7 separate regions of the Mus musculus genome follow, and all the other regions are linked to region 7. The links are chromatin contacts, called in public HiChIP or PLAC-seq, Micro-C and promoter capture Hi-C maps. All regions are on one chromosome and are shown on one strand. The core of a region is the stretch at or near the end of the contact, and the rest is flanking DNA. Distances in the headings are between cores, read along the strand shown.

The links. Promoter capture Hi-C pulls out the DNA fragments that hold promoters and counts their contacts. A called contact is a pair of places that touch in the nucleus more often than the background predicts. HiChIP or PLAC-seq counts read pairs in DNA pulled down with a chosen protein or histone mark.
Region 1: a contact with region 7 is called in a promoter capture Hi-C map of neutrophils, with 3 times the contacts expected there. The contact joins the promoter of Drc3 here to the promoter of Arf1 in region 7. A contact is called at or near these places in 5 of 39 promoter capture datasets (the C10 cell line, liver, neutrophils and 1 more), 1 of 115 datasets of contacts at active chromatin or transcription factors (large pre-B cells) and 1 of 9 other capture datasets (adipose tissue).
Region 2: a FOXA1 HiChIP or PLAC-seq map of pancreatic cancer cells shows a contact between it and region 7. The contact joins the promoter of Cnot8 here to the promoter of Arf1 in region 7. A contact is called at or near these places in 1 of 39 promoter capture datasets (pre-B cells), 1 of 484 Hi-C or Micro-C datasets (CD8 T cells) and 2 of 115 datasets of contacts at active chromatin or transcription factors (large pre-B cells and pancreatic cancer cells).
Region 3: a promoter capture Hi-C map of neutrophils shows a contact between it and region 7, with 4 times the contacts expected there. The contact joins the promoter of Mfap3 here to the promoter of Arf1 in region 7. A contact is called at or near these places in 2 of 39 promoter capture datasets (neutrophils and pre-B cells).
Region 4: a contact with region 7 is called in a promoter capture Hi-C map of liver, with 2.9 times the contacts expected there. The contact joins the promoter of Smcr8 here to the promoter of Arf1 in region 7. A contact is called at or near these places in 3 of 39 promoter capture datasets (the C10 cell line and liver), 1 of 484 Hi-C or Micro-C datasets (B cells), 1 of 115 datasets of contacts at active chromatin or transcription factors (microglia) and 1 of 9 other capture datasets (liver).
Region 5: a contact with region 7 is called in a promoter capture Hi-C map of liver, with 6 times the contacts expected there. The contact joins the promoter of Natd1 here to the promoter of Arf1 in region 7. A contact is called at or near these places in 3 of 39 promoter capture datasets (liver and pre-B cells) and 1 of 9 other capture datasets (liver).
Region 6: a Micro-C map of embryonic stem cells shows a contact between it and region 7, with 4 times the contacts expected there. The contact joins the promoter of Gid4 here to the promoter of Arf1 in region 7. A contact is called at or near these places in 7 of 39 promoter capture datasets (the C10 cell line, the HPC-7 cell line, hippocampal neurons and 3 more) and 1 of 484 Hi-C or Micro-C datasets (embryonic stem cells).

Annotation. Positions count from the first base shown.
Region 1 is chr11:60,351,832-60,355,280 of GRCm38.p6, reverse strand. It overlaps Drc3 (dynein regulatory complex subunit 3), which reads right to left and starts at 1,901. Exons shown (of 14, transcript NM_029044.2): 1 at 1,849-1,901; 2 at 1,081-1,179. It overlaps Tom1l2 (target of myb1-like 2 (chicken)), which reads left to right and starts at 2,376. Exons shown (of 15, transcript NM_153080.3): 1 at 2,376-2,524. The coding sequence starts at 2,473.
Region 2 is chr11:58,102,096-58,105,590 of GRCm38.p6, reverse strand. It overlaps Cnot8 (CCR4-NOT transcription complex, subunit 8), which reads right to left and starts at 1,621. Exons shown (of 7, transcript NM_026949.5): 1 at 1,383-1,621.
Region 3 is chr11:57,517,319-57,521,095 of GRCm38.p6, reverse strand. Mfap3 (microfibrillar-associated protein 3) reads right to left here and starts at 2,431. Exons shown (of 3, transcript NM_180599.1): 1 at 2,384-2,431. It overlaps Fam114a2 (family with sequence similarity 114, member A2), which reads left to right and starts at 2,452. Exons shown (of 14, transcript NM_026342.3): 1 at 2,452-2,523.
Region 4 is chr11:60,775,256-60,778,996 of GRCm38.p6, reverse strand. It overlaps Smcr8 (Smith-Magenis syndrome chromosome region, candidate 8 homolog (human)), which reads right to left and starts at 1,472. Exons shown (of 2, transcript NM_001085440.1): 1 at 1-1,472. The coding sequence starts at 969. Top3a (topoisomerase (DNA) III alpha) reads left to right here and starts at 1,632. Exons shown (of 19, transcript NM_009410.3): 1 at 1,632-2,075. The coding sequence starts at 1,896.
Region 5 is chr11:60,912,220-60,916,093 of GRCm38.p6, reverse strand. Natd1 (N-acetyltransferase domain containing 1) reads left to right here and starts at 2,302. Exons shown (of 3, transcript NM_025294.5): 1 at 2,302-2,465. The coding sequence starts at 2,369. It overlaps Gm39830 (a long non-coding RNA gene), which reads right to left and starts at 161. Exons shown (of 2, transcript XR_879908.2): 1 at 1-161.
Region 6 is chr11:60,415,029-60,418,723 of GRCm38.p6, reverse strand. Gid4 (GID complex subunit 4, VID24 homolog) reads right to left here and starts at 1,579. Exons shown (of 6, transcript NM_025757.4): 1 at 880-1,579. The coding sequence starts at 1,068. It overlaps Atpaf2 (ATP synthase mitochondrial F1 complex assembly factor 2), which reads left to right and starts at 1,690. Exons shown (of 8, transcript NM_145427.3): 1 at 1,690-1,973. The coding sequence starts at 1,814.
Region 7 is chr11:59,226,013-59,229,619 of GRCm38.p6, reverse strand. Arf1 (ADP-ribosylation factor 1) reads left to right here and starts at 1,353. Exons shown (of 5, transcript NM_007476.3): 1 at 1,353-1,447.

The sequences.
Region 1 (3,449 bases), core at 652-3,151, 1.1 Mb before region 7:
TTGAGGCCAGCCTGGTCTACATAGTATGAGGCCAGCTTGAGCTACACAGAGGGACCTGTGTCAAAACAAACAAACAAACAAACAAAAATGGAAAGGAAAGGAAGGGGAGGGGAGGGGAAAGTGAGTGACCAGAGTGGTTGTAATACAGAGGGGTGGGACATCACTAGGAACTTAGTTTATAGGAAGGTCTGAGACAAAATCTAGTTTGGAAGGTTATGCCTAAGCTAAAGTAATTGATTGACCCAATAATAGTGTTTGAAAGAGGAGTAGTGCTAAAATCAATTGCCCTCCAGAAGAATTTTGCTAGGAGAGTCAGAGGTTCGAGGCCACAGACAGCCATGAGGAGCCCTGAAGTGAGAGGGCACTAGGAGAGATTGCATCAGAATCTTGGCAGCCACATGGTGCCCAGAAGAGAAAGACAAATCTTCCAGTTCCATTAGCTCCCTCAGATCCAGAGAACAAAGGGACTTACGACTCACAGTTTTGGGGGGCGGGGGGGGGGACAACGACAGTGGTGGCTTTTAGTTCTATACCATGTGACCTGACCTGACCTAGTCTACATGACTCCTGGCACGGTGGCAGGCTTAGTTAAGAGAGTAAAGTTGCAATTCAGGTATGTCTTGGCCCAGGAATCAGGGGAAGCTGGGTTTGCTCACATCTGTAAGGAGTGAAAGAGAGAACTTTGTGAAAGCTACAAGGTCAGAGCGGCTCTCTATAACCAACCTTGTGAAAGGATACTGAAGAGGTGTGGCCTGACTTCTGAACCACACTTGAATTAAATAAATTATCCCAATATCTACTTACAAACATTGACAGGTTAGTGGGTGTATGGAACTATGAAAGCACACAGTAGGGATCTCTGTAAGAGAAATTTCTCGATTGACTAATATGAAGATTTACCAAGAGGCACGACCTCATGTCTAACACAGAATCCACTTTCTTAATCACAACTCTATTGTACCCAGCACACTAGGGACAGACATTGTCACATGTTCTCTGCCTACAGAACAAGGCCCAAAGAATCCTCCCCTATGGGGAGGATGTCAATAATTTATCCAAATGGGGGTCCCATTGACTTGCCTGATGATAGTGTCCTTGGTGAAGACCAGAGGTAGGATGTGGAGAAGCAGCAGAAAGCTTTACAAACAAATCAACCAGGTAGCCTCGTCACTGGTTTACCTGGGAAACAACAGCCTGGGTTAGCTGGACCTGAAACACTATGTAGACCCTATGAGTCCCACAGTAATGAGAATAAAAGCAACTGATGAGAATAAGTCCTTGTCGTACTCTCAGTGCACTCCACTTATTTAACTCCATGCCAGTTCTGGGAGCTATTTAAAAGGGACATCTTAGTGTCCCTACTTCCCAGATAGGGAAATTGAGGCTTGAGGTATGTGTGTATGTGGGGGGCCGGGGGGGGGGTCTGTGACCAAAGTCATAGAGTGAATTACTGACAGAGACTGAGATGGAACCTTGATATCTTTATTCTCATCGCAAACACTTCATACGGCACCAAATGAAATACCTTATTGCAGATCAAGAGGATGGATATAACAGCCAAACTCTAGAATGAGTTATCAGTGTATCGGGTACCTCTCTTTCAGTGAAACGAATCAGGCCAGGAAACTGGCTGATGGACCCTTTTCCTACTTGCTTTTGCTAGTTTAAGATTTTATACGCTCTTTTCTTTTTCAAAAGCCCGATTAAGTCTCAGTACAAGTGTAAAAATGACATGTGTGCTCATTTTACAGATGAGACGGGTCAGGTCGGAGTCCTCCAAGAAGAGTTACAAGACAGACCTCAATCATGCAACCTCTAATCTTCTGGAGCTAAACTCTTGATTCTTACCTTCCTAAGGACTGTCTCCCCTTGCAGTAGACGCTTCGTTTGGTTGCTGGGGAACCAAACACCGCCACTTGGTTGCTAAGGGGAAGTCAAGCGATAAATATCCTGGGTGAAAGTTGATTCGTCACGTGGCCATATTTCTAACACCAACCAGACTTGAAGAAAACAAACGTTTCTCCAATCAGCACAGTCAACGAGCTTCAACTTCTAGTTACGCTTTCTTTCTGCCCGCCTATGTAAACGATTGACACACCTTTTATCCAATAATAGTAAAGATTCTCTAGACTGACCAACGTGCTAATGAATCAAGAAGAACGGCCACTCGTTTGGAGGCGGGTCCGGGGGTTGTGCCGCTAGGCTGACGGAGACCCTAGTGACTTAGCTTGCTTCGTGCCCAATCGGACGCCGCGGGGTGGGTGGGACTTCACTGAGAGTGGAGTGTCGTCCAATCGGAAGTGGGCTGGTTAGACGCTGCCCAATAGAGATGCACCCAGAGGGCGAGGTCAGGCCGGGCGCTCAGCGTTCCGGAGGGTGGGGCGGGGGCAAGTGTCAGTCAGGGCAGAACGCGGCGCGGGCAGCGGAGACCCGTGGCACACAGGAGTCCGGGCTGGAACGAGGCCCGCCGAGATGGAGTTCCTGCTGGGGAATCCGTTCAGCACCCCTGTAGGGCAGTGTCTTGGTAAGGCCGCGCGTGGGGCAGGCGTCGAGTGAGCCACAGCGGCTGACCGGGCTGGTGAGATCCGCGGGCCTCCTCCCGGCACTGAAATCACCTCACGTGCGGGTTGGGCCTCTGCCAATAAGTGGTGTCATCTCAAAGGTGGACTGGGCATCCTTGTCACGAGGCCTCTGCCTGACGCTGGTGCCACCTCACCCTACAAGGAGGCTCCCCCGAGGTGCCGATTGGACTTAGAGAGGTCCCCGGCATCCCTGCCCATCAGGGCCCAGCCTTTCAAGTCTCTCCCCAGAAGTAGTGTCCATGCTAGTCTGCTTACCCTTGCGTATTGGGAGATGTCACTGCGAGTACTCTTCCCCAGGTATCTCGCTGCCTTTGCTCCCAGGGCCTCTGTCTCCCGGAGCCTTTGTGGAATGGAACTCTTTCTTCCGTCCTTGTCCCTGCTCATTGGTACCAATGGCTCTGAGGCTGGGCACTTTCCCAGAAAATGCCCCATGCTGCACGACTTCTAATTTGAGCTGCAACTCAGTCAGGCTGTAGGAGGGACTGGGATGGGGGAGGCCCTCGGGGAAAGTGACTGGCTTGGCAGGGGGATGGCGTGGCGGCAGAATCTCCTAGGCCTCCTAGGAAAGAAGGGAGGCAGGGCTGCTTTGTTGATAAGCAGTCCATTGGATCCCGGAAACTTGGACTCCAGTAGTGACTTTGCCAGGGACGCTCCTCCTGACCTTGTGCGCTTTATATTTTGACGTTCTCTTGTCTGCCACACGGGGTATTTGGAGATAAGATGTGGTGGGACTCTTCAAGTTCTAAAGTTCTGAATCTTCCTTGTTGATATTAAGCGTCTCCTTACATTGCCTCTTGCTCTCCCACTACATAAAGTGGTAGTAGAGTAATCAGAGCAGCTGTCAGTAGTGTAAGGAGTTAGAGGCGG
Region 2 (3,495 bases), core at 372-2,871, 1.1 Mb after region 7:
GCTGGGATTAGAGGCGTGCAGCACCATCGCCAGCTGAGACCCTGTTTTTAGAAGGAAAGAAAGCAAACTAAACTGACCAGGGAGGCAGCTTGGAGGTATGCAACCAGTACTTGCTGCCAAGCTGAGAACAACTTAAGTTTTGAGCCCCAGACTCACTTGATAGAAGAAAAGAACATAAACCCCAAATATGACTTCCACATGGACAACTTGGCACTTGTGTACACACAATAAATAATAACAATAACAATAATAATAGCTTAAAGAAGAATGGGGCTGGAGTGATGGCTTAGCAGTTGAGAGCACTTGCTGCTCTTCCAGAAGACCAGAGTTTGGTTTCCAGCACCCATGTGAATTGGCTCACAAATGCCTGTAACTCCAGCCCCTGAGAATGTTGACGCCTTTTCGGCCTATTTTTTCCACCAACACACTCGTGATATTAATTATAAATTCATACATTAATAAACATTAAACCCTAAAAAAATTATCCTTCAAAATTCTTCAGGAAGGTTCGGAGGTTGAGGCTGCGTTCTCCCTTAAAGATTTATTTTTATGAGTGTGAGGGGGAGAGGGTTGAGTGTATCAACAGCTGTGCGATCTCTCCCTTAAAGGAAAATTTTGATCCCATGCAATGTTTGCCTCACAGGCTGGCTTTAAAACTCGATCCCCAAACCAAGCTACATTTGAAACTACAAAGGGAAAGAAAGGGGTTCTCACACACACACACACACACACACACACACTGCCCTGTGTTCTCACACACACAGACACAAAAACACTGACACACACACACACACACCCTAGGCTGCCAAGCAATCTGTTGTGACCGCTCCTGATTATCCAAACTTGGGAGCAGGGTGTCTGTGCACCCAGGTGGGCTCTGAAGAGCGAGGAGTGCGAACGCACGAAACCACGCTCTCCCTGCTAGCCGTGCAGAACTCAGTTCCACTGAGTGTCTCCTGCTCGTCGTCGGCTTTTGTTTGCGCCAGAGCGTCTGGGAGACAATCAGCTTCACTTCCCTGTTCCAGAAGACTAAACAAAAGGCTTTAGCAGTGCAAGACGGGCGCAGGAGGAAGCAGCGGCCCGTTAGAAGAAATGGCAACAGGTCCCCTCTGGAGCGTTCCAGGCCACAGCCCTGGACTTAGACGGCACCCCATCCAGCTTGCTGGCTCCGCGACGGCGGCCCTGCCACGCAAAGCTGCAGCACCCCAAGAGCCAAGCAGAGCGGCCTCTTGCCTCCCCCACCATTCCTTAGGCCTCCAGGCTGGACTCCGGGGACCGAGAGCCCCGTAGCCTCTGTGCCTCAGTGTTCCCGTGTGTAGGATGGGTCGCCACGGAGGCACTTCCGCCTCCTGCTCCTACCGTAAGCAACCTAACCTGCTTACCCTGGCTGGCGGCCCCGCCGAGTGCGGGCGGCAGCGGCCCTTGACCCCGAGCTCTCCTCCCTCTTGCCCCGGATCCGCTCCAGAAACCCAGCTCGACAGGGAGACGTGAGTCCTGGCGCCCAGAGCGGCCGACGATGGGCACCAAACCAAGAGGTTGCACCACTCTACCCGTCCGCCCTCCCGACTCGCCTACTCTCCGCGTCACTCCAGGCGTGCGCGGTCCCGCCGGTCTCGGCTCCGTCCCCCCGTGCGCGCTCAGATACCTACGCCCCGCCTCCCTGCGCAGGCGCAGAGCGAGAAAGTTGGGTTTGGCGGAGGGCGCGTGCGTAAAACGAGGTTTGCCCTGAGGCCTCAAACGGCGTCTAGCAGTGTAAACTTGGTCCCCGCCTAGGTTCTGGAGTATCATGAGTCGCGCCTCGGGAAAGGACGGGATCTAGAACTGGCCCCACTTCCTAACATCAGAGCATATTACGACTGTTGGTTGTAGGTGATGATGCAGGGCACATGGGGTGTCCTGACCCTCGATTACTGCAACCTGAACCCCTCATTCACTGACCATCTATTCACAGAACCCCTTCTGGATGACCATTAGGTAGGGGTGGGAGAGCGCCACCAAACCGAGTCATGAATGAGGTCAGCTGAGCACTGCCTCCCAGAACCTGGACGGCCTAAGCAGCGCTGCTCCGGGGCCTGTGCTGTCCGCTGTGTCCCTGGTATCACTGTGGGTCAGTGCAGAGAGAGAGGGGCCAGTCAGGGAGAGTAGGGGGTTCGCTGGTAGCGAGGCCATGCTGGGATGTATCGCCACCTCGTGCTTTCCCACGGGGCAAGAAGACTAAGACCTCCGAAGAGCGCCTCCCCTCCCCTGGTGCTTCCTCTCCTAGGGGCCGTAGGTAAGCATACAGCAGGTGTCCCCCTTCTGACATCCCGTCTCCCAGTCACTTTGCCCTTTTCATTTTAAACTTTTATTCCAGAAGAAATCCCCAAAATAGGACTTACTGACTAAATGAGAGCTAGCCTTTCAAACTGTGAAATCGCACAGCCAGCTTCTGGGGTAACGATGTCAGGGACAGTTTCTGAAGCCCAGCCTTTGTTGTTTCTCTCCAGGATCTGTAAATAGAGACACAAGACTGTGATGAGGATGAAACCCTAGACCAAGCCACAACCGTCACCACAAAGAACCAGGCCTGGGCAGTCAGTAACTGTAGCTGCGGTGGATTCCCTGCAACAATGTTGATGGGACTAGCTGCAGGGCTGGCCTCTTTTGAGGTGTTCGGGTTGTCTAGGCTAGGTAGACACTGCCTTCCCTCAGTCTGTTCAGTGCATGTCCTTGCTCTGTTCTGTGATTCGATTCAGGAGAGGGTGGACCTAGCATGTGCTAGTCATGTGAGGAGCAGCCGTTGAGTCCTTCAGGAGAGGGTGGACCTAGCATGTGCTAGTCATGTGAGAAGCATGGAATTTGGGGGGAGGGGGGGTTCTTGCCACCAATAGGCCTGGTGTGCTCTGAAAGAGTTGAACAGGAAACACCTGGCTTCCCCCCCACACACACCCTTCACCTAGAGCTTCTCACAGACACTAATTGTATTTCTGGAGGGACTGGAGGGGAGTGTCTACACTTTAAACAATGGCTTTCAAACTGCAAACAAGAGAAACTAAAGTTTGAACACATTTCTTCAACTGGAAAAGCATAGTTTTGAAAATACAGAGAAGCATGGTTATAACATGGATCTTTTTAAGAGCTGAATGGTGCCTCTCCATGGGCAGCCTGGATTCCTAAATATTTGGTTTTGGATGCTGGGACAAGGGACTGAGGTGCGTATTTTACACGCCAAAGCAGACCTGGCCACCAGGTTCTCCCAGCATCCCTCAGTCCCTACCTGGCATACCCTGCCTCCAACCCTGAACTTTCCAGCCAAGGGGCTGGGCTGCCCTTCCCCACAGGCTCCTCCCTATATAGTCCAGACATTTTTGTCTCTCTCCTCCTCCTCCTCCTTCTTTTCCTTTTCCTTCTCCCCCTCCTACTCCTCCTTCCCAGCGGCAGAAAAATAACCTATTACTATTGTCCCCACCCCCCCAGTTCTAAACAAAGGTATGCCTTGAAAAAAAAAAGTTCAAT
Region 3 (3,777 bases), core at 1,182-3,681, 1.7 Mb after region 7:
ATTCAGGACCTTCCCACCTCATTTTCTTTCCTCTGTAGTCTGAAATTAAGGAAGTTGCCACTGTATCTTTAACTCAGTAGATAAAGCCCATCACGGTAACCCCATACACAGCTTAGAGGGAATCCACTGAAGCCTTCCAGTTTTGTAACGCCAAAATTATAGGATTATATAATTTAGTGGTCAGAAGAATGGGCTCTGGAGTTACACGTACCTGGTCCTTGTTCTGAGTGAAGCCCAGTCTGGAAAAGCCTTTGTTTTCACATCTACTGAATGGGGTTAGTAACGGTAACAATCCTGGAATGTCTGGAAGCATGCATGGATGTAGGTACATTACAAATACATGCTATTGTCATTATTACACTTTTTAAGATACTTTCCAGTTAGGTCCTACTGTATCTGCCTAGATCACAGTCCTTTTACCCCATCTGGGTACCACACTTATTTAAATCCAATCTAACCGCTTGTGATATATCCAAATACTGTCTTTCAAAGAAAAACAAAATCTATTAGGAGACTTCTCACTATTTAGGAGATAAGCTTAAAACTTCAGATAGCAGTTGTAACACTCTGGGAGTTCAATATGTAGGAACAGTGCACACGTGCACAAACTGCCTGAAATAGTTTGTAATTTGGTATGGTCTTAAGTTGCACCTTTATCACTTGCTCTGATGTGCTCGAGGCCGCTTAGTTTCCATATCTGGATGCTGATTCCATTATCATCCCCTTCTTTGCCTAGAATCATACAATGTTTCCAGTCCCCACACAAAGCTTCAGTTACGTGTGTCTTACTCTCTACTGTCTCTAAACTGTCTTCAACCTCACATTCTGGTTCTAGTTGTTCCTTTTGCTTATCATTTCCTTTCCCCAGTAACAGCTTCCCATGAGAAATTAGAGAAACTGTGTTTCTGAGAAAGGTCTCATGTAGTCCAGGCTGGCCTCGAATTTGCACTCCAAGGTAAACTTGAGCTCCCCTCCTGCCTGTACCTCCATCTGCTAAATGCTGGGATCACAGACCTGTGCCAGTACTTCACCTGGAAAATAATCTTTATAGAAATGTCAGTTATCATTTAGTGACTTACCATTTTAAAGCTACTTCTTTTTTTGAGAGTAGTTTTGATTTCTTAAATGGAATGTACTGGCAGTAGTAATCTATTTAAACAAAACTCTTCAAAATTCTTGGTAAGTTTAAGTGCAATGGACTCTAAGACCAAAATTTTTCAGAATTGTCACTATAATACTAATGGCAACATGTAAAAGACAAGACAGTTACTAGTGGCCCAAGATACATTCCTATACATTTTTCCTTTACAAAAGAAAACCAGAAGAAATCTTTTTTCTGGTTTATTTGTTGGACCAGACGTTTTTGTTTGTGACAGGATGTGGTTACTTAGCTCTGGCTGGCCTAGAGTTCACAATGTAGCCAAGGCTAGCCTTGAACTTGCAAATCTTCAAAGGAACAGGCATTTAGTAAGGTCGTAGAGAATATCAGCATACGGAAATGTAAAGAATTACTATTGAAAGTAAAGTCAAACATTTGAAGGGTTTTAGGAAGTGGCAGTTACATCTGAACACTGATGTAAGGGATTGAACAGAGGAGGGGAATCTGTTCCTTTTTTTTTTTTTTTTTTTTTTTTTTTTTTTTTGTGCTCAGGATCAAACCCAGGGTCTTGCACATGACAGGCAAACGCACTCCCACTTAGCTATACACCAACACAACACAACAGCGAGACACTCGAAAGCAAGTCTTTAGGGTTTCAGGTGCCCCCCCCACCCCATATTTTAACACAATTTTGCTTAATGTCTTCTTGGATAAACTGCCCAGGGACAAATGAAGCGATGCACTGCACATCTAAAATTACAAATCAAAAGCATATCACTCTCCTGCTTAGAAACTATCAATTACTTCCCATCGAGTTCCAAATTTTAAGTCAAACGCCTGGTCACCGACCTCACAAAGACCCAGTGCCCAAGTTCTCCGCCCCCCCCCCCCCCCCCCGTCTCCCTTTACTATTTATTCAAAACCTCTACTCCTCCTCCCTACAGGCAGGCTTCCCCCTTCTCACTTCCTCACTCAGTTCCGTTCCATCACCGCATTTAAACTTGGACGAAAGCACTTAACTACCCCCTCAGATTCCGTTGTTTTGATGGTGGTGGTCTCCCTTCCTCACCACCTTTGCAGTGAGCTGAGAGCAGGGCCCGCCCTGAATTCCCAGTTTGTGTCCCGGATCGTCGCTGGCCCTCGAGTATTCTGGAAATACCTCATGGCGGAACCCCGACACCCACACCCAGCCTTCACGGAGGGCGGACATCCTGGCATCCCCCGTGTCCAGCTTCAAGCATCCTTTACCTCTCAGGAAGCCACCGGAGCAGCGGATTCACTCACCTCTCTGCAGTCAGCGCCTTCCGCCCTAGAGGATGCTTGACCCGGAAGTACTCCTCGACGGCGACCCCGCCTCCGCGCTGAGGTCAGGAGTACTTCCGCGACGGTCGGGTCGGATCGGCGAGCGAGCGGCGGTGGCCGCGGTGAGGGGCGGTGTCGGGGTTGTGGGGCTTCCGGGTGAGGGCGGCGAAGGCTGGGGGGTCTCGGGGTCACGGGTTGAGGGGCTGCAACGCTTCCAGCCATGTTTGGTGGGCTTGCCGGCCGAAGGGCTGGAGAGCTTGTTTACCTGAGGCCTGGGGGTGGGACCTGCGTGCGGACGTGCGGAGACGAGAGACCCGCCACGTTAGCTGGGGAGTCGCCGCAGCCTGCAGCTGGGGCTCCCTGTCGCACGGACCGGCGGCAGCGCTGACCCCAGGCTCGGCTTCCAGCTAGTCAGCCACGCCAGCCACGCCGCCTCCGGGTAAAGGCGATGGTCACGCGTGTGCTCTGGGCATATTTGTGTCTCGACTGTGAGGCGCCTTGTTTGACTTCTCCAGTCACCTGGATTGTTCTCCTCCAATCAGGAAAAACCATACCCGGAAAACATTAAATAGTACAATTCCGTATGTCTGGTATGTGTTTAATCTTACTTATAGGAACGGTGGAGAGGGACATCACCACTCACGAATCTTGTCTCCTGACTCAGCCTAAACTCTTGGCACGTCCTCGATGCTTATTAAAATCTCTATTGTGCAAGTGAAATAATAGGGACAGCTGGAGTTTACTAATCGGAATGTTCTAGTTTCATAAAATTTAAATGAACGTATGCAATATGTGCGTTCTATTTGCTTACATAGAGCAAATCGAGAGACTATATATTATATGTTGTAACTCGGAGAAAGAAGAAAAAGGTAGCTCTAAAACAGTGTCTATACAGCTGCAAGAACACCTTCTGAACTTTGGGCAAGCATGTCGGTGTCTTTTTGTTAGATCAGCCTTTGGACTGACAGGGGCAGAAATTGCCTTACATATCTTCTCTGTCTCCAGAACTGGGTCCATATGCAAAAGGTTCTTGCCATGAATAAGTTAAACGAGTTATTTTTCTATTTTTCTGAGTTAGTTTGCATGGCAATTGGTACTTGTGTATGGAATTTTTTTTTTCTATGAGTTTTTGGGACAGTTTAATATATGCATATCGTGTACCCATAGAGTCTAGGCAACACCTTTTTTTTTTTTTTTTTTCACGTGGAAGAGGTTTTATTGGGAGGGAGAGACAAGATGGCAGCAGAAAAAGAAGAGGAGAGGAGGGAGAACACTAGGCAGCATATTCTTGGTCTACCTTTCTAGCCTGTCACCCTTGCTTCTTCCCTAATAGAGACATGACTCTAGGGGATTATATCATGGCTCCCTGACCTTTC
Region 4 (3,741 bases), core at 223-2,722, 1.5 Mb before region 7:
CTCCAAGGTCTTCAACTTCTTGTCAAAACACTTGGTGGACTTTGCTTTGATGAGTTTGGGGGTGTAAGCCGGTCTGCAGGTATAAAGGTCTGCATTAGCGGACTCCTCAGGATTAGAGGTAGTGGATACCTGGTCAGCCTGATCCTGGGTATGCTCTGTATCACCAGGCTGCAAGTCAGGGATCTTCGTCTTCTGACGAGGGTATGAGCGGATCTGCCTCAGCAAATCTTGATGTTCGATGATGGACTTCTCCACATTGGCCAGTTCATTGGCTTTCTCAATCGCCTGAGAAGAATAAAAACCCTTGTCGTTGGCTTTCTTCTGGATCTCGGTTTCTGTGTGTAGCACTGTCCTTGTGTAATCCAAGTCTTTCAGCTTTTTTTCAAGTTCCCCAGCGAATGCCTTCCTGTTGCCCATCTTCAAGCACTCAGATGCTTTGGAAAATTCGGCCGAGAGCTCTTGGAACTGCTGCATGATTTTATGCTGGTCTGCGGAGATATAAGCCATACAAAAGGGCCTCACAAAGCCCCTGGCCTCCAGGTCGTACAAGGTGAGGTGGTGCACATATGCAAAGGCCCCTTCCTTAGAGTCTCCCAGTACCACTTTAGAGTCTTCCACAAAGTTCAACTTGGGGTAGGCAGAACCGGGAGGATGGCCTACGAATGAAGCCTGGTAATCCACCGACATAATCCGCAAAGAGAAGTAATTAAGATCAAAAGTGCCAAAAACTTTGGTGTCATTGGGGATGGTAAGCAAGGGCTGGGGTCCCACCTGCTCAGAGAACTCGGAAATGAGGATGAAGTCCCTGGAGAACTTGGCCCCAGACAGTTTAGACCAGGGGTTTGCCCCCTGGCTGGCATAAGGAAAGAGAGGGACTGAGTACTCCTCAGGCAAAGCGGGCTCATTGTAAGGTTCTTCCTCGTATTCATCTTCCTTGGTGAAGGCCACCACATCAGGGGCGCTGATCATATTTCCTGAAATATGGCAAGCACATTGAGAGGAAATGGAAAATAATGTAGGGTTGGTCGGAGGGAGAGTCAGGCCTCTGGATGCGAAAACGAAGTTCTTGCGGCCTTCTTTGCACTTCCGGGGATCCTAAACTGCCCTGTCACACAACGAAGAACTCGAATTGCCGCAGACTCTCAAGGTTTGGGACCTGTGATGCCCTGGGCAAGCCTCATGAACTCCAAAGCTGCAGGTCCAGATGACGGAGGCTGGCCATTCTCCAGCGTTTGCCCGGGCCGGCGCAAGGTTCCTGAAGCTAGGTCACCAGCACTCCCCGGAACCTACCGGCGACATCAACAGTCCCAGCTCTGATCGTGTCATTAATCCTCGCCACGGGCTACCGCAGAATCAGTCAAATGAGTCTCCCCACGACCTAAGGGCAGAAACTGTCGCCGCTCCTAGGACCGTACTGTCCCAGGGAAGCTACCGCGGCACCGCCATCTTGGTATCACATGACTCCCCAGCATCAGCGTCGCGTGACCCGGAAACGCCCACACAGACTTCCAAGTTAGTGGCGCCTTTTAAGAGGCCCTGCCAATCAGATCTTCCAGAGGACAAGTCCCGTTAACTACCCATTGTCATAAAGAAAAGGAAAGTAGAATACAGTGGGGTGGAAGGGAGGAGGAGAAACGGTGTTGGAGGAACGTGCACAGGGCATGAGGCATTCTGGGAGTTGTAGTTCAAGGCTGCTTAGTGGCGCAGTGGGCGGAAGTTGTCTGTGAGCGCGAGTTTAAGCGAGACTCGGACGTGTGGGTTTCTGATCGAGGCGGCAGTTGCCTGGAAAAACTGCATTTATTAAGGTGGCTCTCACAGTTCCTCGTGGCTTTTCCTCTGGGTTCTCCAGCATGCACGGGCACCCGTGGAGTTGCTGCTGGAGCAGGACCTAGGGAATGATCTTCCCGGTCACCCTCTTAGCGTTTCAGTGGCACCGACGGCCTGGAGGCCGTGCCCTGTCCCGCGCTGCCATGGAAGTGGCCTTCCGAGGAGTGCGAAAAGTTCTCTGCGTGGCGGAGAAAAACGACGCTGCCAAGGGGATCGCCGACTTGCTGTCCAACGGGCGTATGAGGCGGGTAAGAAGCACTTGGGTTCTGCTTCCCTGAGGAACGCCCACAAAGTCCGACAGCGCGTTGGGTACCGGGAGCCCGGGCGAAAGCGACTCCGCCTATTTTGCGAGAGGCCCCTCCCGGCCGCCCTCACTTCTCGGTTTCTCCCTAGCCTTCAGGCTTTTTGTAAATGTAAAACCTTTTCACGCTTTTGATAGACCTTTGCTCGCCGGATCTGTCTGCTCGGCTCACATACCAGTGGAGCATTGCTCTCCCTTCTTTGGGTCTGGAGTGTGAGAACACGTGTATTTTAAAACTCTTCCTTGGTCAATCACAAGTTCAGTAGTATTGGAAAGCGGTAACCAACTCCTTTATCTTGGCGTTCAAGCCTTACTTATGGAATCCTGTCCCTGCCTTCTGCAGACCCTGTGACTAGGGTGGTGGCACCCTAGGGGTAACACTTAGGTTTAGGAACTAGAGAAGTCAATTACTACTCCTATAGACTGATTCTAAGATACACGAAAGATAGGATTGTCTCCTGACAAAACGGAGGTGAGAAGGGTAAAACCCCAAGGACTGTTGCGTTATCATTCAGCTGGAGGCCCTTCCTAGGAGCTGTTCCCTTTTCTTTGCAAACAGTTGGATCTCCAGACCTCTGCCTCCAGTTTTAAAATACCCGGAAGGGGGAGCCAAGGTTAGGTGGGCGCTGGCCCCTAACTACTTCACCTCTTAAAAATGTCTTTGAGTAATAATTTTTTCTTTTCTGTTTTGGAGACAGGGGTCTCACGATGTAGCCCTGGCTGTCCTGGAACTTGCTAAGTAGATCAGGCTGGCCTTGAACAATGGAGATCTGTTTGCCTCTGTCTTCTAAGTACTGGGGTTACAGACTGACATTCAGCCTAACTACTGCTTAGATCTCTCTCTCTTTTATTTTTTAATGTCTATGGGTGTTTTCCCTACATGTATGCCTGTGTATCAGACACATGCCCACCGAGGCCAGAAAGGGTATCAGATCTGGTTGTGAGCCACTATGTGAGATATGGGAATCGAACCTAAGTACTCTGAAAGAGCAGCAAGTGCTCTTAACTATTGAGTCATCTCTCCAGCCCCTTAAATGTCTTTTTTTAAGGAGCGCCCCCTGCCCCCCATACACGCACACACTTGGCCGGGGATTCTTTTCTCCCTCTCCCCCACCCCCTCTCTTTCTCTCGATGGCTAGTTGGTTGGTTTTTGGAGACAGGTTCCTCTGTGGTGTAGTCCTGTTTGTCCTGGAACTCACTATGTAGACCAAGCCAGGGCTTCTGAATCCTGTACCATCACAACACTTAGAAGGCATCTACAGTAATGAGACTGCCAAAGCTGGAATAAAAGAGATTGTTGCTGCTTTGTCCATACCATTGAGTAGATTGGAATTGAGTCTTTAAAACTGTATTTTATTCAGAGGGCTGGCAACCCTAGAAGACAGCTTGTCTCCAGCTGGCAGGTTATATAGAGACAATGGGGGTGAGGTAGAGAATGAAAGGCGGTCAGTCGCTTTGGAGTTCAATCGTGCCCCCTGGTCAGCCATATTTTGAGATTTGTGTTGTTCTGTAAGGATAAGTAAGAGTTAAGTTTGTAGGAAGAAATAAAAGATGAGAAACTAGATGAGCTCAAACAGCTAAAGCAATTGATATTTAATGCCAGAAATGTGGTG
Region 5 (3,874 bases), core at 1,053-3,552, 1.7 Mb before region 7:
TCATTGCTCACGTCGTTCTTTTGTTTTCCAGAAAGGACTTTATGTATTTGGTTTGGGTGGGCAGGGTTTCATAGAGCTCAAGCTGACGATGTAGCTGAGAAATGCCTTGAGCTCCTACCTTCTTTACCTCCCAAGTTCTAGGATTACAGACCAGCACCATCGCTGGCTCCCAGAAAGAATTTCTGTAGAGCTTACAGACCCCAGCAAGGAAAGAGACAGAAGCAAAGAAGAAAGAGTCAAAGAAAAGAATCTGGACTGTGCTTAGCCAGTGGATCTCCACCTTCCTAAGGCTTCGACCCTTAATACAGTTCCTCATGTTCTGGTGACCCCCTCCCCCAACCATAAAATTATTCTCATGGCTACTTCATAACTGTAATTTTGTTACTGTTATTAATTAATGTAAATAGCCATTCTCCAATGGTCTTAGACAACCACTGTGAAAGGCTGGTTCGAGGGTCACAACCCATAGGTAGACAACCACTGTGCCAGGCCCTATTGGAGGCTTATCAGATCAGACTCTCCCCTGGTCTAGACTGGCTGGTCAGATGCCACGTCTGTAGACATAAATGCACAGGAGGACTTCCCCAGGAAGTGGTGCTTGGGCAGTAGTCATCCAAAGGCCCAGCAGCCTGCAGATGAGTGGCCTGTTCAGACACTGTCCAGGAACATATTTTGACCATCTCCACTTACATTCTTTGGAAGTGACGTCACCTGAGACTCACAGGTTTTAATCTTCCTTGTTCACAATTGCCTCCAGCTCTGACTCTGCCAACCAGGCTCCAGGCCCTCTATGATGGCTGGATCCCTTTCAGTCACTTTGCATATAATGACACACCTCCGCACTGCCTTCTGTTTACAAACGCTGTGACACAACACCCACTTGTTAAAAGGAAATTATTTGCTCAGAAAAGATTCTCTCAGTAGTATGTCTGACCCCCCAACCAAGCAATAAAAATGATTGGAAGAAGGCAAATAAAAGATTGGGGGGGGGGGTTACAGAGGAAAGTGTTCATTAAATGGGGACTAAATGGCCTGGCAGCCTGGGCAAAGGTTCAAGAGTCAGTCACTGCCACTAATGACAAAATGCCCACTGCAACTTACAGAACTCTCTGTGGCAATGTGAGGTCGTACACTTGGAAAAGGATCTTGCAGTTTTTCACAAAACAAAATATCCACTGGCTATAAAACTCGGCAGTATATTCCTGAGAGCTACCCTAAGGGAATGCTGGCCAGACGACATCCACAGCCTGTTACTCATAGCAGCTCCAAACCAAAACAACACAACAACCCATTAACACGTGATGGAAAACTGGTACCTGCTTCCTGGGAAATCTCTGACACACTGGTGAACATGATAGCAGCAACAACACAGCTGATGACAGGTGGAAGCGAAGAAACCAGATACGAAAAGGTAAATACTGTGTAGTTCTTAAGAAATAGGATGTTCTTAGGAAAAGCTGTTTAGTCAATAGCGCTAAAAGTCAGGGAGCATAGCTACTTCAAAAGGAAGAAATCAATTGGAAGGGAGCCCACGGAGATCTCCATTTAGCTGTAAAATGCTTCCTTGTTGGTCTGTCCCCCGCCTCTCCCCCACCCCCAGCCCCCGCCACGCACACAGACACACATTTTGTACAGGTTTGAAGTTACAGCCTTCAAGCATTCCACTGAGGTACTCAAACTTTAATGTCTGTGTGGTGGTCTCATAGATGTGGACATCAAATTTGCACGGTAATTAACAGAATATGATTCTGTGAACATCCATGGTCGGCAAGCTTTCCTAATACTGTACTTCTAGAGAAACACTGGCTCCTGGGTAGCTAGCTCCCTAGGGACCTCATATTTCTGGCTTTCTTTGGGAGGGGTGGCTTTTCACCCAGTCCCAAACATGCCTAGGGGTAATCTCTCAATATCAGCTACAGCTGCCCGAGTGGGTGGGCTGCATAGCTCCAGCCCGCACGATTCCAGCAGAGAGTAGGTTTGCCTGTCAACACCTTGCATTTGACGTTATCTATTGCCTCAGGCTTGCAGTGAGGCTAATGCCTAATATTAAATGGCTGTCGCGGGGAGGATCTAAATTACCCCATAGGTCATTGCGTGTTTTGCATATGGGTCCGTGTGGGTCCTAAAAGTCATTCTGGGGCATTCGGGAGGACAATCGGCGCCCTGGATGGACCAGCACATCATTGTTGAAGCCGCGAGCGAAACGGGCAGCGCGGTCTCTTTAAGAGACGCCAGGAATGTATCCAAACAGACAGTGCGCGCAGCGCACGTGACTCACAGCTGATTTCCGGCCCCGCCCCCTTCTCCGGCCCGCGCCGCCGAAGAGTCAGTTCGCTGCGGCCCGCGGTCCCCAGTGTCGGCGCGCGCGATGGCGCACGCTACCCCGCCGAGCGCACTGGAGCAGGGCGGCCCCATCCGCGTGGAGCACGACCGCCAACGCCGCCAGTTCTCCGTGCGCCTCAACGGTACCGAGCTGCCTTTGTTTGCGCGCGCGCGGGCGGGACGGGGCGGGACCTGCGGGCGGACGGACAGATGGATCCCGGGGCGGGAGGGCTCCCGAACCCCCCGACTGGCACCGCCGGAGCGCGTCTGCCCGGGCAGCCCGCACCTGCTAGCGCAGCCGGCCTCCGACATCGCGGACGGAGGGCTGCCACCCTGGGTCCCAGAGAGCAGGTCACTGGTGGCCTGCCACCCCCACCCCCCGGGTGTTCGGTTGCTTCCTGCCGCCGTGGAGGAGCCTGCAGGGGCCTGGGGCATAACCTAGGGAATATGTGGCCTGGAGGAGGAGGCGGGTAGGTGATTCTGAGACTTTGGCCAGTTTGTCTAGTCAATGTGTGCATCGGTCTCCCGGAATCTGCAATGGGGATAGCTGGAGTGCAAACCGCTTTGGATGAGATGCTGTGGCAGTAAAAGTTCAGAATGACACATTTGGTGCACAGCAAGTGCTGATAAACATAGATAAATGGCTACTTTTCAACAGATAGAGAAGTCAAAGCCTCATCTGTAGCGTTTGTACCAGCAGACCGACACTCCTCCCATTGATTCTAGGGCTGGAAAAGATTGTGGAATATGGGACCTTGAGCTCTCTGTAGCCCACTCCTCCCAGCTGGGCCCTCTGGGGAGACCCGACTTAGCCACTGCCCATATTATTTTGATTGGAAGGATGCACCACTTGAGTGTGGTCGGCCAGTAGGTAGGTTGTAAGCAGTCAAGCATACGCAGCCTATCCTGACTTCCTGAGCCAACCTTCTGTGACCTGCACTTGGAGGCCAGGTCTCCCGTTTGTGCCACCTAACCACCGTGGGGGCAGCTATCACTTCCTGTGTTGTGACATACCGCCCCACTTACAGATGAGTAAACTGAGGCTGGGAGTGCAGGAAATGGGACCTGCCCAGCTTTAACAAGACCAGAGGCATATTCAAATCAGGGCCCAGCTGCCCCTTGCCCTATTCTTTCCGTAGAGAAACAAGTCCTGCTGTCATGCTGATGGTAGCTCAGCTGACTGTGACACTTGGCCCTGATCCCTTGAGAGGCCTTATCTGAGGGTTTGTTTGTTTTTTGTTTCTTTTTTCTTCAGATCCTCTTTTCTGAAGTTTTCTTAGTTCCAGTGAGGCTTTTAGTTCCTGGGGACTGTGGAGGCACATCAGATCCATAAAGAGAAAGGCAGAAGCCTTAGGCTTCTCTCTCTTTCTTTCTTTCTTTCTTTCTTTCTTTCTTTCTTTCTTTCTTTCTTTCTTTCTTTCTTTCTTTCTTTCTCTCTCTCTTTCTTTTCCAAATGGGTCCAGTCAAAAGGACAGTACTCTTGAGAGCTGGCTATGAACAAATGATATCCTTAAACTTAACCGTTCTGCAATCTGCTGCCCCGTTGACAGAG
Region 6 (3,695 bases), core at 330-2,829, 1.2 Mb before region 7:
ACTCTGGAGCTATGCAGATAACAATCAGCAACACTACAGCCAGCAATAGCAACCAGCTAGATCAAGGTGCGAGGTCTGGGGAGAGGCCAGGGGGACTGCCAGGGATGGGAAGGAGCCACAGCAGGGTAGGGTAAGAAGCCTGGGACAGGAAGCAAAGTGTAGCAGCGGATGCCTATGAACTGACTGACGCCGGGTTTTGGTACTGGAAGGCCCCACGAGACAAGGTCTTAACACTAAGTGGTGCAACTGGAGATATTTGGGTGTGAGGCTCCCTGGTCTTTGGGGAGCCTCAACCTCTGTGGGTTGTCTCAGCCAATGGAGGGAGGTTGGCCACCTCTCCCCCGTCAGCAGTGGGCTGACTGAGTTCTCCTAAGGAGCAATGTCCCTGGCACTCAGGATGGAGTTGGGGTCAGAGGAAAAGCTTCATTCCGGGAGAATGTGACACTGGCCGCTATCGAGAGGTACTGAGTTTGGGGCAGCCAATGGAGAGTTTTTCAGGATCCGACAGGGACTGGTGGGAGGGCTGGCTGGTGTAGGGAGGACAGGACTTGGGAAGAACCGACTCAGGCTAAAGGACGGCTAGTCATGGGGGAGCTTCCGGATGCCCAAGCCGGCGAGTCAAAGGCTCTAAGTGTGGGACAGTCTTCGGGGTCTGTCGGAGACTGGCCACTACAGGCTCTGAGTCTAGGGGTGGGCTAGGGGTAGGGTTCGAGAGTGTGACATCAGCTGGGCAGGTCCCGGTGGGAGGCGCCGGGTGCAGGAGGCCCCGGCAGTGAGAGGGCCTGGTCCGCGGCTGAGGGCTCGAGGAGCCCAGGGCAGGCCCGGCCCGTGAGCGCCGCGAGGAGGCCCTCGGGCCCGGCCTTGCCGCCTGGCGCTCACCTGCAGCACCACCTCTACGTCGTACGAGTTCCCCTTGCTCTTCTGGTGGCCACGGAACTTGGAGCCGCTGTAGAGCAAGCTGGTGGCCACGCCGGGCTGCTGGGTGTTGATGGGCGGCGGCGGGATGAGTGAGGCCGCGGATGTGGTTGAGGCACCCGCCGGCGGGGGACACTCGGTGCGGACCGGCATCGCGGGGTCCCCCGGAGCCAGGGCTGGGGGAGGGGGAAGGAACCGCCGCCGCCGCGCGGGAGCCGAAGCTGCGGGGAGGGCGGACCCGGGCGCGCACGCGCGGGGGAGGGGCCGGGGAACCACCCGCCCGCTGAGGCCAGACCAAGCGCTCGTGTTGCCACCTGGACCCGGAGACCTGCAAGCAGGGCCTCCCAGACCTGAGCTGGGTCTCCCTTCCCACTTGCCCTCGCGGGTACACACACACACACACACACACACACACACACACACACACGCACGCACGCACACACACACACACGCGCATACACACTCACTCACTCATACACACGCGCTCACACACACACGCGCGCGCTCACACACACACAAACACACACACACTCTGCAGCTTCCAATTGGCGCGGGCGCGCTGGAGAGGCGGGAGCAAGCTCACGCGGCGCTTCCGCCCATTGGCGGACAGAGAAAGCACGTGGCGCAGAGCGCGAACGGCCCTCTGGGACTTGTAGTTTTCTTCCCGTGGCGCGGCATGGAGGGGGCGTGGCGAGCACGTTTATGATGCTGATTGACGGGGGCGGGAGTGGCGCGCAGCGGGGCGCACGGCTGCGACGGCGCGCCGTAGGTGTCATGAGGAAGATGGCGGCGTGCTGAGGAGGCTGAGGGCTATGAACCCTTGGTGAGAGGTTTCCGTACAGAACCAGCGAGGGGTGTGGGGTTCTCTTCGCTCTTTTCCTGTACTCTGTTTCCACGCATGTGTCCACCCAGGTCCTTGGGCAGGATGTGGCGAATCTACCCCCGGCTGAGGGACCGGTGGCGCGGTCTCTTGGACCGGCGTCTCAGTGACCCCACCGTCTCAGTATGGCCGGGGCCAGCTCCGCAGCCTCCGGCCCGGGCCTATGTCCCGCCAACAGGTGAGGCCCGGACATAATGTGACTTTTTGGTCAGGAGCCAAGTCGGGCTCACCTGGAGGAAGGTTTCTGACGTGCAATGCGGGGTGACAGGCAGGGTTCAGGCCTATGCGAATATTTAGAGCAACAGAGTTCTGTTTCAATTTGAAAAATGACATCCAAACAAGTGCGAGGGTGACTTTAGGGGACACAGCGTGCCCAGGACACGAGATATTTGGCTCTTGAGGCTTTTCTCAATTTCCTTTATTTTTTCTTTTCTTTTTATTTTTTCGGGGATAGGATTTTTCTGTGTAACCCTGGCTGCTCTGGAACTCACTCTATAGACCAGGCTGGCCTCGTACTCAGAGATCCTCCTGTCTCTAGTTCCTGAGTGCTACCACCACTACCACCACCACCACCACCTCCCAGCTTCAGGGTTTTTTTGTTTGCTTGTTTGTTTGTTTGTTTGTTTTTCCTTTTAAAGGGGAGCAGGTGTCTTAGTTGGATTCAGAAAGGAAAATTTGGGCTTTCAATCAGGACATCCAAGGTCACAGAGCAGACTGGTTGAGGCTATGGAAGGCAAAGACTGACCTGACTGTGTTGTGTCCTCATGACTGTGTTGTGTCCTCAGGACCCAGCAGAAGACTTGGCACAGAGGCAGGCCTTAAGTCTTCCACCACACACAGCACACTTCCTTAGGGGTTTGCGGGCCCTCTGTCCTAGTGCAGTGCCACAGCCTCTGCATTCTCTGCAGCTTTCTCTAAGTGGGAGTTTATGCCAGGCTTCTTTGACCTACTAAGGACTGTAATAAGACTGAAAGAAGGTTATTTCATTGCTTCTGAAAGAGAGATTGCTACAAGTGAGGTTCACTTCAGTGAATGAAAAGTAGTGATGACCTCTCTAAATTCAGTTAGTTGTTTTGTGTTGAGGGCATGTGGTCTCACCTGAATGATTCTCAACATCAGATGCAGGATTCATTATGCTTACGAAACAATAGTTTGCAATATATTGTGATATGGGAACTATGAAGGACTTAAGAAATCACAAGGATGAGCGTGTACAGGGTGATTGAAAGGGCATTTAAACTGGGGCTTGAGAGATGAGTAAGAGTTTGATGGGGGAGAAAGGGGGTGTAACATGTCCAGAGGTGATGACTGGGTGTTAGAGGTCTTGCTGCAACACTGCCCTCATTAGGCAACAATTCCATAGGCAGTTTGGCAATTGGCATAAGAGTACAAACCTGGGGTCTGTTGTTGGCAAAATCTCTGAGGTACTGTGGTCTTGGGCATGTATGATGTTGCTTTCTTTGGTGATCTGAAGCATGAGATTGCCTTTAAGAATTCTTTAGGCTGTAAATCCCATAATTTCTTGTTTCATTTAGTGTGTATATATCTGTGTGTGCACTTGGCATGCACATGGAGGTCAGAGGACAACCAGCAGGACTTGGTTGTGGCTTTGAGGGACTGAACTGAGGATGTTGGGTTTAGTGGTCAGCGTCTATACGTGGTGAGCCGTTCAATGGTCTATAGCCCATGATTTTATATAACTGGGGAAGGGAGTGGATGCACCAGGGAGCTGATTTTTGCTTATCAGGACACAAACGAAGGCCTAAAAGTGGGGCAGAAAAAGCCAGTAAAGACAAAGGAAGAAGCTAAGAGTAGCGTCACACACATGTATCAGCTGCTTGGGAGCCTGAGATAGGATCACTTGAGGTCATGGGGTATGGGGAGGAGGAGAACGGGCTTG
Region 7 (3,607 bases), core at 104-2,603:
ATATTAAATATCTACAAAGGCTGTTTAAAATTTTAACTGACACAAATAATTATTTACGGGGTACAGAGTGATGTTTTGAGCGGGACTACAATGTACAGTGGTCACATTACAATAAACAGAATGACTACCACCCTGTCTCCATTTTTTCATAATTTTAGCCTTTTTAGGTACAGAAAGGGAGTTTGGTTCTTGACTATTAGCCTGCGGTTTTCTGGACACCCCATCTCTTTGTCGACTTATCCATGAGGCTAAGACAGGCTTCTGGCATGGCTGGAATCACAGGTCTCAGGAGATGTCCTGCCATTTCTCCAGGGTTGGTGGCAGGCAGCGACACCCAAGGCTTTGTATAAACACTTGCTGTGTGTTGAGGGTGAGAGAGAACAGGCAAGCACCCCCATAGACGTTTACAGAAGCAGCATTTGAAAATGGAGCCCTGAGCGATGGAAAGGGATGTGTTAGGGTCAAGAAGGTGACTATTGCATCGAATCCTGCCAGGCTCAGCACCCACAACTCTGGGGAGAAAGCTCTGGAGGTCTCAACCCCCAAACACAGTGAGGATGCCCTGTACCCTGTGCCTGGACACAACAGTGGCTGAAGCAGGCCCTGGTAACAGAACTGTCTCCTGCTAACTCAATAGATAGGGCTCCAGGCTCAAAAGAATCTCCCAGGGCCCTCAACATCTCCTACCTGTGGGACTTCTCCCAACAGCACACGGGGTGGAAGAACTGGATAGGGAGGACAGAGCCTGGGCCTGATTCCTGCATCGATGGGGAGAGTTAACGGATTCCTCCTCACCTGCACCCTGAAGGAGGCCACCCCATCACTGCCTCTCAGGCAGTGCTATGCCCATGCAGGTGTCTGGTCCTCTCAGTCAGCTCTGAGCGTGCACACAGGTCCAAGACCAGTGTGGAGACATGGTGCTTGTCTGACATTTGGCCTGCGCCTCTTCCCACTTTGGCCATCTGTCGGTCACATCATTCTCTTCAATTCCAGGGCCCAGCTGGAATATCAGAGACCCTGGGGTACTGTGAGAAGGACATTACACCTCCTAGGGCTGACACGACCTTCCCACTCTGACCTTGGCGCTCTAGAACGCTTACTGGCCTCAACCCCCGCATCCGCGGAATGGGCTGGAATTCCGCAGGAAGGCGCGCGTGCGCACGCGCCGGCGGACACGGAACTCCATACACCACACCCTTGCTCGTTCTAGTGCCGGGAGCCAGAGTGCTAGCCCGGGACCCGATCCGGAAACAGAGCGACCTCGGCTCCGCCCCGTGAAGGCTACAAAGTGCAGACGCGCAAGCGCCATCCGTGTGGGGGCGGGGCCCTCTGCGTGCCCGCCCTCTTCCCCCGGCGTGCCCCGCGGCAGGCGCTGACGTGGCTGCCGTCAGCGCCGCCATCTTGTGGGAGCGAAACCAACGCCTGGCTGGGAGCAGCCGCCGCGGAGGTGAGACGCGGGGCGCGCTGAGGCCGAAACTGGGGAGGCCGCGGGCTGGTCATCGTGGGAGTCAAGGGGGCGCTCAGCTGCGGCTGCTAAGGACCGAGTCCGGTCGGGCGGCCTGAGGTCTATGCTCAGTGAGCTCGGCGGCAGGCCGGACAGAGGATCGGGACGCCCCGGAGTCCCGCGTCGCCCACGGCCGCTTGGCCCTCCCCCACTCCGCGGCCCTTACGCCTGCCTGGCCGCCCGCCGCGGGCCGCAGCCCGGAAGTCCGGCCAGGACGCCGGCTCTTCTCCAGGAAGCCAGGTTTCCTGCTGTTCCTCTCTGCGCCTCTCCTAGGCTCCACGGCCCGAGAGCCTGGGAGCGGGGAGCAGGGTTCGGGGGGTCACGGGGTTTTCCTTCTTAAAGGCTAGCCGGCCGCTTCAGATACGGCATGAACCGCGGGCTTGGGGAAACTGAGGCTCGGGTGGCCCCGAGACGACGTCAAGGTCACTCGGGTGGCGAGGTCTTCCTCTTCTGTCTCTCGAGTCCGGTTCCTGTCGGCCTGGAGGACCGAAGTTGTAGGAAGGGGGAAGGGAAAGGGACAGGTGTCGGACAGGGGCTCCGAACTGCGGATCCAGGTGCTGGGATTTAACACGCGCATTTGCGGATCTCGGGGGATACCAGAATACCCACTGTGATCCCCAATTAGCCGTGATTTGGGCCCCGAATATCGTCGGTGAGATCTGCATTGGGGTGCCGATGGCCCCCGGAGGGGTTTGAGCCTTGTTTCGCCTCTTGACCGGCTCCTTTATGCACTTTTGGGTGGATTAGAAAGGCCATTCTGAATTGGAGAATCTTTAACCTGCCCATGGAATAACCCGTTCCCGGCCTCTGAGCAGTCCGCAGGTACAGAGACCAGGTCCAGTACACAATTCTGGCTGTCCATTTAGGGTGGTCGTGCCATGTCAGTTTGTAGTGTAGGTAGCTACATATGTTGTATGGTCTAGCTACATAGAACAAATGCAAAATGCTAGGGATTCTGTTCACATCAAGAAGGAATTCTCCCATTCAAACAGCAACTGGCTGCTTTGTCAGGAAAGGAAGGGTCAGCTGCTCTTGGTCCCAGAAGTCATTGGAGAGCCCAGTAGTTGATGCCACAACCCATGTTGGAGTCTTCTGTTGTAGTTCTTGTTTCACAACTAGTGGTCAGCAGTTTTTCCTGCAGGCTGATTCTGGTGGTTTCTGCCGTGTCTGTCAGAAGACTAGTGAGGTGCCATGGTGCTTTGTGTGCTGGCCTCGTGTCTCTCCTCTGTCTTAGCCAGTATCCACAGTGCCTGACATAGGTGACTATAGTGTCCTCACTTTTGAACTTTTAGCAGCACTAGCAGAAATAGCCTAAACTATGAGATTTGATGCACTGTGTTACTACCTGGTTTCTCTGTTTCTCCAGAGAGTTGTGTGGTGTAAGGGCCAGTCACAGATGTGTGAACTACATTGTCTTCTGTGGCATAAAGGTTTCCCTTATTGGAATGTCTCTCACTTATCCTTAGATTTGAAAATGGGTCTGAGTCACTGGATCACCACACTGTTCTCTTGCTTGTGAGGCAGATGTACAGAATTGCTACTTCAAAAAGGTTTAGGAGCTAGATGGTAGAGTGCTTTTCTAGCCTTCGTGAAGTCTTGGTTTGGATCTCTAGCACTGCATACAAGGTTTAAGGCAGTGTGAATAACAGCTGACTCATACTCAGTCTACTCATCCTGAAAGGAAAGTAGCAGTAACTAGTTCTGTGGCCCTCACACAGCTGTGATTGTAAGTCATGCATCTGGGACGTCCACTGTGCCCCTTGCCCCTTGTAGAACGGATATTCAGAATCTTTGCTCCACTGGGCTGCTTCCTCTGCCCAGGACCAGACAGGCTTCAAAATACCTTTTCTTTTTCTTTTTCTTTCTTTCTTTTTTTTTTTAAAGTAAAGGTAAATTAGACCAGCAGTTGCTGTGGTAACCCAGTGTCAGGCAGCCTAACCAAGAGAAAAAACTTGTTGTGCAAGTTCATGCAATAGCTTGTCACAATGCTTTGAAATTGTTTGGTCAATTTTTTTTTTCAGATTCTTAGAATTAAATGTTACATTGATGTGCAGGGTTTTTCTGTATAGCCCTGGCTGTCCTGGAACTCCCTCTGGAGACCAG